Regions from separate parts of the Columba livia genome. Here region 1 is linked to region 2. The links are chromatin contacts, called in public Hi-C maps. All regions are on one chromosome and are shown on one strand. The core of a region is the stretch at or near the end of the contact, and the rest is flanking DNA. Distances in the headings are between cores, read along the strand shown. Region 1 holds the start of PEX6 (peroxisomal biogenesis factor 6). Region 2 holds the start of PPP2R5D (protein phosphatase 2 regulatory subunit B'delta).

Region 1 (2,995 bases), core at 136-2,635, 150 kb before region 2:
TCCGCGGCGCCGGACCGTTCGTACCTCTGTGGAGGGGAAAAGGCACACCGTGAGACCCCAGGGCTTTCACTCCCCTGGTCCAGAGGCCTCCGCGTCCCCCAGCGGTGCCCGGCCCCGGCTCACCCGCAGGCGCAGGTGTGCGGCGGCGGCGGGGTCGCAGCCCAGGTTGAAGGCCAGGGCGGGGGCCAGCAGAACGGCGCCGTCTCCCGCGCCGTGGCGAGCGGCCCGCGGGTACTCCCAAGGCGGCGGCCGTGCCAACAGCGCCGCCAGGTGCTCGCGAGCCGCCCCCTCGGCGCCCACCCTCACCCACTCCCCCTGGAAGAGCCCCAGCGCCAGTAGCCCGCGTCGGCTCACCCACACCTCCGCCCCGCCGCCGCCCGCCCCGCCGGCGAGGGCCACCCGCAGCAGCGGCACCGCCGCGACCTCCCCGCCGGGCCTGTCCACGGCAAAGCGAGAAACGACGGGCGGCGCGGAGGGGCGCCGGCAGGGGGCGCCGCCGGCCGCGGGCTCGCGCGGCGGCGGGGGGGGAGCGAGAGCGGTGTGCGTGCCATTGCCCAGCAGCCCTTGGAGCGCCGGCCGCGCTTCCAGCACCACCGGCCGCGGGCTCGGCCCCGGCAGCGCCTCCCCGCGCCGTACCAGCACCGCACCGGCCGCCAGCTGCCCCGGCCGCCCCGCCGCCCCCAGCAGCACCCAGGCCAGCGCCGGCGGGCGGCGCACCGGCCACACAGCCACCCGCCGACCGGCCGCCAGCCCCAGCCGCCGCAGCAAAGGCCCGCGCAGCCACAGCTCCGCGCCCCGCCGGCCGCCCTCCAGTGCCACGGCGCTCAGCAGCACGGCCTGCGCCCCGCCGCGCCCCGCCGGCCGCACCGCTAGCACCAGCCCGCCGCCCCGCCCGCGCAGCGCCACACATAGCGGTGGCGGCGCCAGCAGCAGCGCGGTGCCCGGCGCCAGCTCCGCCGGCAGGGCATCAAGCGGCCGTAGTACGGCCACCGCCATACGGCCTCCCGGCTACCGCAGTCGAGCGGCTCTAGAGGACGCGGTGCGCAGGCGCGGGGCAGCCCGCCGTGCCTCCTCACGCTCAGCCAAGGCCATTGAGTGGCAGTACAGAGCGGTCCCGTGGGGCCAGGGACCATAGAGCGGGCGCCGAGCGGCTGCTTTCCTTCAGCAGCGCCCCGGCTCGATCTCGCTGCGGGCGGCGCGGGCGGCGCTGGCGGTGGCCTCATCCCGAGCAGACCCGGTCCCCGCTTCAGTGGCACTTAGCCTCAGGGCCGGGCCTCCGTCAGGCCTCGCTCCCTGGCCCAGCTGCCGCGACCTGAGCGCAGAGCAGAGCGGTGGCATCGGCCCCGTCCTCCCCGGGCTTCAGCGGGACCGCAACCAGAGACCGCGGAAGGCGGGAAAGAGTGTGATTGGGGCCAAAATGGTGGGTGAGATGAAACAGAGAAATAAACTTAACAGCAGAGTCAATTATACTGTTAAGCAGCATTCTTTATTTTATCAGTACTGGGGAGCTTGGGGGATCATCCTACATAAGTGTTCCAGCGACTGGATGCTCTTGCGTTGCTTATATTCACATAATTATTAAATATGCATTACAATTTTTGAAAATTTTGACATATATCTATACTAATACATAATTGATCATGTTAGTTATAATTGTTTCTTACTTACAATACATCTATTAATTATTCGTTAAATATAAACTAAGCACTCTGTTTCTAAACAATATATCACTTAATCTTCTGTCTCCCTCTTGTCATGCAGAAGGATCTAAAATTTAAAAAATATCCCCTCGTTTTGCAGGTGGTCAGAAAGCATTTATATCATGTCAATTGGCTAATGATGGCTACGTCTTTTATCACTTAGTCACAGTATACATTAATTTAGCAGCTTCTCTTCTGAGATCTTTGCTGCCCTGCCCTTCTGGAGCCTCACACCAGCAGAGTGGAAAACAAGAGGGAAAGGGCATGCACGCAGAGCAGAACAGGTTGCCAGCAGCAGTGCCAGCCTGCTGAGATTTTGGGGGCTGAATATGTGCACTTGGTTCATAAGGATGTGCTTGTATTGGTGTTAGTGCTGACCTAACCTTGGAGAGGAGCAGTCTAGGGGAAGTCTCTGATCAGCACCTGTGCCCACTGCCAGAACCTGTCTTGCTCTGGGGAAGGGACTGCTTGTTGTACCAAGTGCCTGTTCATGCTCCAGGAAGTGAGTAATGAAAAACAGACTCCCAAAGGATTCTTTAATTCTGCATCCAAACACCCCTGCCTGTTGCCCCACAGGTGGACTGGGGTGTGTTGGCCTGAGGGGAAGGAATTTAGTCTGGAGAAAAGGAGGCTGAGGGGAGACCTTATTGCTGTCTGCAACTACCTGAAAGGAGGCTGTAGCATGGAGGGAATTGGTCTCTTCTCCCAAGTAGCAAGTGATAGGACGAGAGGAAATGGCCTCAAGTTGCACCAGGAGAGGTTTAGATTGGATATTAAGAAAAATTTCTTCCTGGAAAGGATTGTCAGGCATTGGAGCAGGCTGCCCAGGGAAGTGGTGGAGTCACCATCCCTGGAGGTGTTTAAAAGGCATTTAGATTAGGTTCTTAGGGATGTGGTTTAATGCTAGAGTTAGATTATGTTATGGTTGGACTCAATGATCCTGAGGATGTCTTCCAACCAAAATGATTCTATGGTTGCCTCTAGCACTCCAGCCAGCTTTTTCTGTTCCTGGGCTGCACTCTGTGTCTCATCAGCTGGCTCCACACGAGGGAGCACTTAGAAAACGTTTGTGTCCCTTCCTAACCTCCCAGTCTGAAAATCAAACCAGTGGCTTGGGAGGAGCAGCTGAGACAAAATGCCCATTAGAAATGAGTATTACTAAGCTGTACAGAAATGGCACCGTGAAGTTGCTTCTGCAAATGCAGCTTTGCGGCCTTCTCCATTCTGGCCTGCTTTGGACCCATCACTGAGACAGCACCACCACCTCCTTGCAACCCTCAGACAGGCATGCCTGA
Region 2 (2,873 bases), core at 91-2,590:
CATGGGAAAGGGACAAGTGTAACCAGGGCCTTGCTCTGCTTCTGGGGCACCTCCTGAGTGCCAACGGCTTTCAAGCCAGTGATGATAAGCACAATGACAATAAGCTGTTGGCCTGATGTTTTCTAATAGTCTCAAGGAAAATTTTTCCCCTTCTGCCATGCCAGGTTTGTTCACCTGATGACTTTATAAAAGATTGTGCTCCTGCTGAAGCACCTCTGACACAGCCCAGTGACCCTCTTTTCTCCCCACTGATGCACCACATCCCATCTGAGAGCGCGCCCTTTGCAGAGTGGCTGTGTACGGCTGAGGACCCAGTACAGGTTTTCCAGTAACAAGCCCACAGCACAACACAGGCTGTAGGCAAAAGCTTCACATGCTTCAAGTCAGAGTGATCCTTGCTGCTGACTTGGCTGCAGTGAATAGAAGCTCTTGCACCTCTTGCAACAGGCCAGCAGCCATCATTTTAAGCATGCTGGACCAACTTAAGCTTCTGGACTGGCCTTAGACCCTCGAGGCATAACGAGCCCTAATGACCTTCCCAGCAGGTTCTGCTCAGTTCAAGTCTGTGAACTTGAGGACAGCTGGCTGTCCACCGGTTGCTTTTCCCATCAGCTTGAAGGGAACATCTGCAGGCCGTTTGAGGCTGTCTTTCTACTGCAAGGATGCAGAGCCATCTGCCGATGACTTGTCAGTTACCACACATAAGCAAGGAAGCGTCCAGGGACACATGACCCAGGAACAACCTTCTCTGTTATTAGCAGGGACACTGCTCTGGCTGTACTGGGCCTTGCAGTGCTTATACACATTTCCATCCACCCTTGGGTCCATCTGTCACCACCTTGCCCTGATCCCATCATTTCCATCAACAGCCTTTCCCCAGCCGTGCCTCACAGCACCAACAAGCACCTGTCCCACAGCGCTGAGGTGCAGCCCCTGGGGCCCTCTCAGGCTCTTGGGGCTCTTCTTCCCCAAGCAAAGCAAGGGAGAGCTGCGTAGTACGCGGCAGAAGGAGAAGCATTCCCGCTTCTTTTACTCCCGCCGTCCGGGAGGCATTTGCAGCGGTAGAGAACCAGGGGGCCCAAGCAGCAGCTCCGCACCTCGCCACCGTAGCCGGTCGCCTGCCTGCGCCGGGGCTCCCGTGGAGACCGTCCCCTGGTCCCACACCCCTAGAGCTGCTTCCCCGTGGAGGTCGCTCAGGCACCGCCGCCTCTAACCCGCCCGCACCAAGCCGAGGCCCGCCACGAACCGGCGCAAGCGGCGATGCTCCCCCGGAAGAGTCGGTCGCGCGCCGCCCCGCCCCAGGGGGCGTGCCGCTGCACAGTTTCGCCAATGAGAAAAATCTCCTGCCCTACGTCAGCGTCGCGCGGCGGTGGCGGAGACTGTTGCTAGGCCGGCCGGCGCGGCTGGCCCAATGGGAGCAGGGCGCTGCGGCTGGGCCCGGGCGCAGGCGGTGGCGGGCGCGGAGCAGCTGGGGCCTGGCGCTCACCATGCCCTACAAGCTGAAGAAGGAGAAGGTGCGGCGGCGGTGTGGGGGTGGCCTGGCGCTCTCCGGGCACCGGCCGCCTCGCTCCCGCCGCCCTCCCCGCCGCGGCCTTCACTCGGCGCGGCCCTTGGGTGGGGGCGCGCGCGGGGCTGCGGCCGGCAGGGGGCGGGGGCGCGCGCCCGGGGCGGGCGGGGCGGGTGGTGCAGGAGGGCGGCGGGGGCGCGCGCCGGGCGGGGGGCGGCCGTCTGTGCCGGTTACCCCGCGTGAGCCCGGTGGGGGGGCGGCGGCCCGCCCCGCGCGCTCGGGAGACGGCGGGAAGTCGCGGGGGCTGCGAGGCACGGCTGCCCCTCCCCCGCCATGTCCCCGGTGGGGGAGGTACGAGCCCACCCATGTCTCGGCCCCGTTGCGGGGCGGTCGGCGGCGGCGGCTGCCGATACCCCGCTGCCCGTTCTGTCTGCGGCGCTGCCCACGGGCGGGGTCGGGGCCCGGATCCGCCTCTGCCGCCGCCCGGGGCGGGCGGGCGGGGCCGTGGCTGTCGGGGCTGTGGGTGCCCTGCGCCTTGGAGCACCCGTGGGCAGCGGCGGGGCCGTGCCCGGGGGAAGGGCTGGGCCAGGCTGGGTCGGCGTGGGACCCCGTCACCCGAAGGTGTCCGGCTGGGGTCTGCCCGCGGTGACCAGGGCGGGATGTGCCAGCACCGCACCTGCTTGGGCCTGAGCCCCCACCGTGGGTGTCCCATGTCGTGGGCGTCGTTCTGGGTGCCTTACTCAGGGAAGAGGGCTTAGAGTGCTACAAGGGTGGAGGTGCGGTGGGTCAGTGTTCATGCACAGCTGGACTCTGCAGAGATGCCAGAATTCTGGACGAGGTGAAATTTTCTCTGAATATATTTTCGTCTTTTCAGGAGTCTCCGAAGTCTACTAAAAGCACCACAAAGCCTGGCAGTGGCAGTAGCGGGAAGGATGGTGGGACAGAGAATTCGGAAGAGGTAAGGCTTTCACCTTGGATGCAGCAGAGCGTGTGTGCAACTCATCTTTGAGGAAGAATGACATCTTTCATTCTAGCTGCTTCAGGCTGCTCTGCCAGATAACTTAGGTCTTCAAGATCTTAAGGAATCAGAGAAGACAGCAGCAAAGAGTAAAGTTAAGATTAAGTTAGTTCGTCTTAAAAGTTGGTTCGAAGGGAGCGATGACTATGGAAGAGGCCAGGATGAGTCTCGTACACTACAGCCCTGCAAAAAGAGACTTGGCAAGAAGCTGATGGCAAGCACTTCTTGCAGAGCATGGTGAATTTGGCTGCAGAGAGAGAAGAGCCATGGTTATCAAGAAGGAGGAAGCCTGACAGATGGGAGCAGCTTCCTTGCTCCTATCAGAGCAAAGTGCAATAAACTCCGTTG

The links. A called contact is a pair of places that touch in the nucleus more often than the background predicts.
Region 1: a Hi-C map of crop shows a contact between it and region 2, with 2.7 times the contacts expected there. The contact joins the promoter of PEX6 here to the promoter of PPP2R5D in region 2. A contact is called at or near these places in 2 of 2 Hi-C or Micro-C datasets (crop and liver).

What each region holds. Positions count from the first base shown.
Region 1 is chr3:109,534,322-109,537,316 of bColLiv1.pat.W.v2, reverse strand. PEX6 (peroxisomal biogenesis factor 6) reads right to left here and starts at 1,385. Exons shown (of 17, transcript XR_010471713.1): 1 at 124-1,385; 2 at 1-26.
Region 2 is chr3:109,387,940-109,390,812 of bColLiv1.pat.W.v2, reverse strand. PPP2R5D (protein phosphatase 2 regulatory subunit B'delta) reads left to right here and starts at 1,340. Exons shown (of 15, transcript XM_065058992.1): 1 at 1,340-1,514; 2 at 2,382-2,465. The coding sequence starts at 1,488.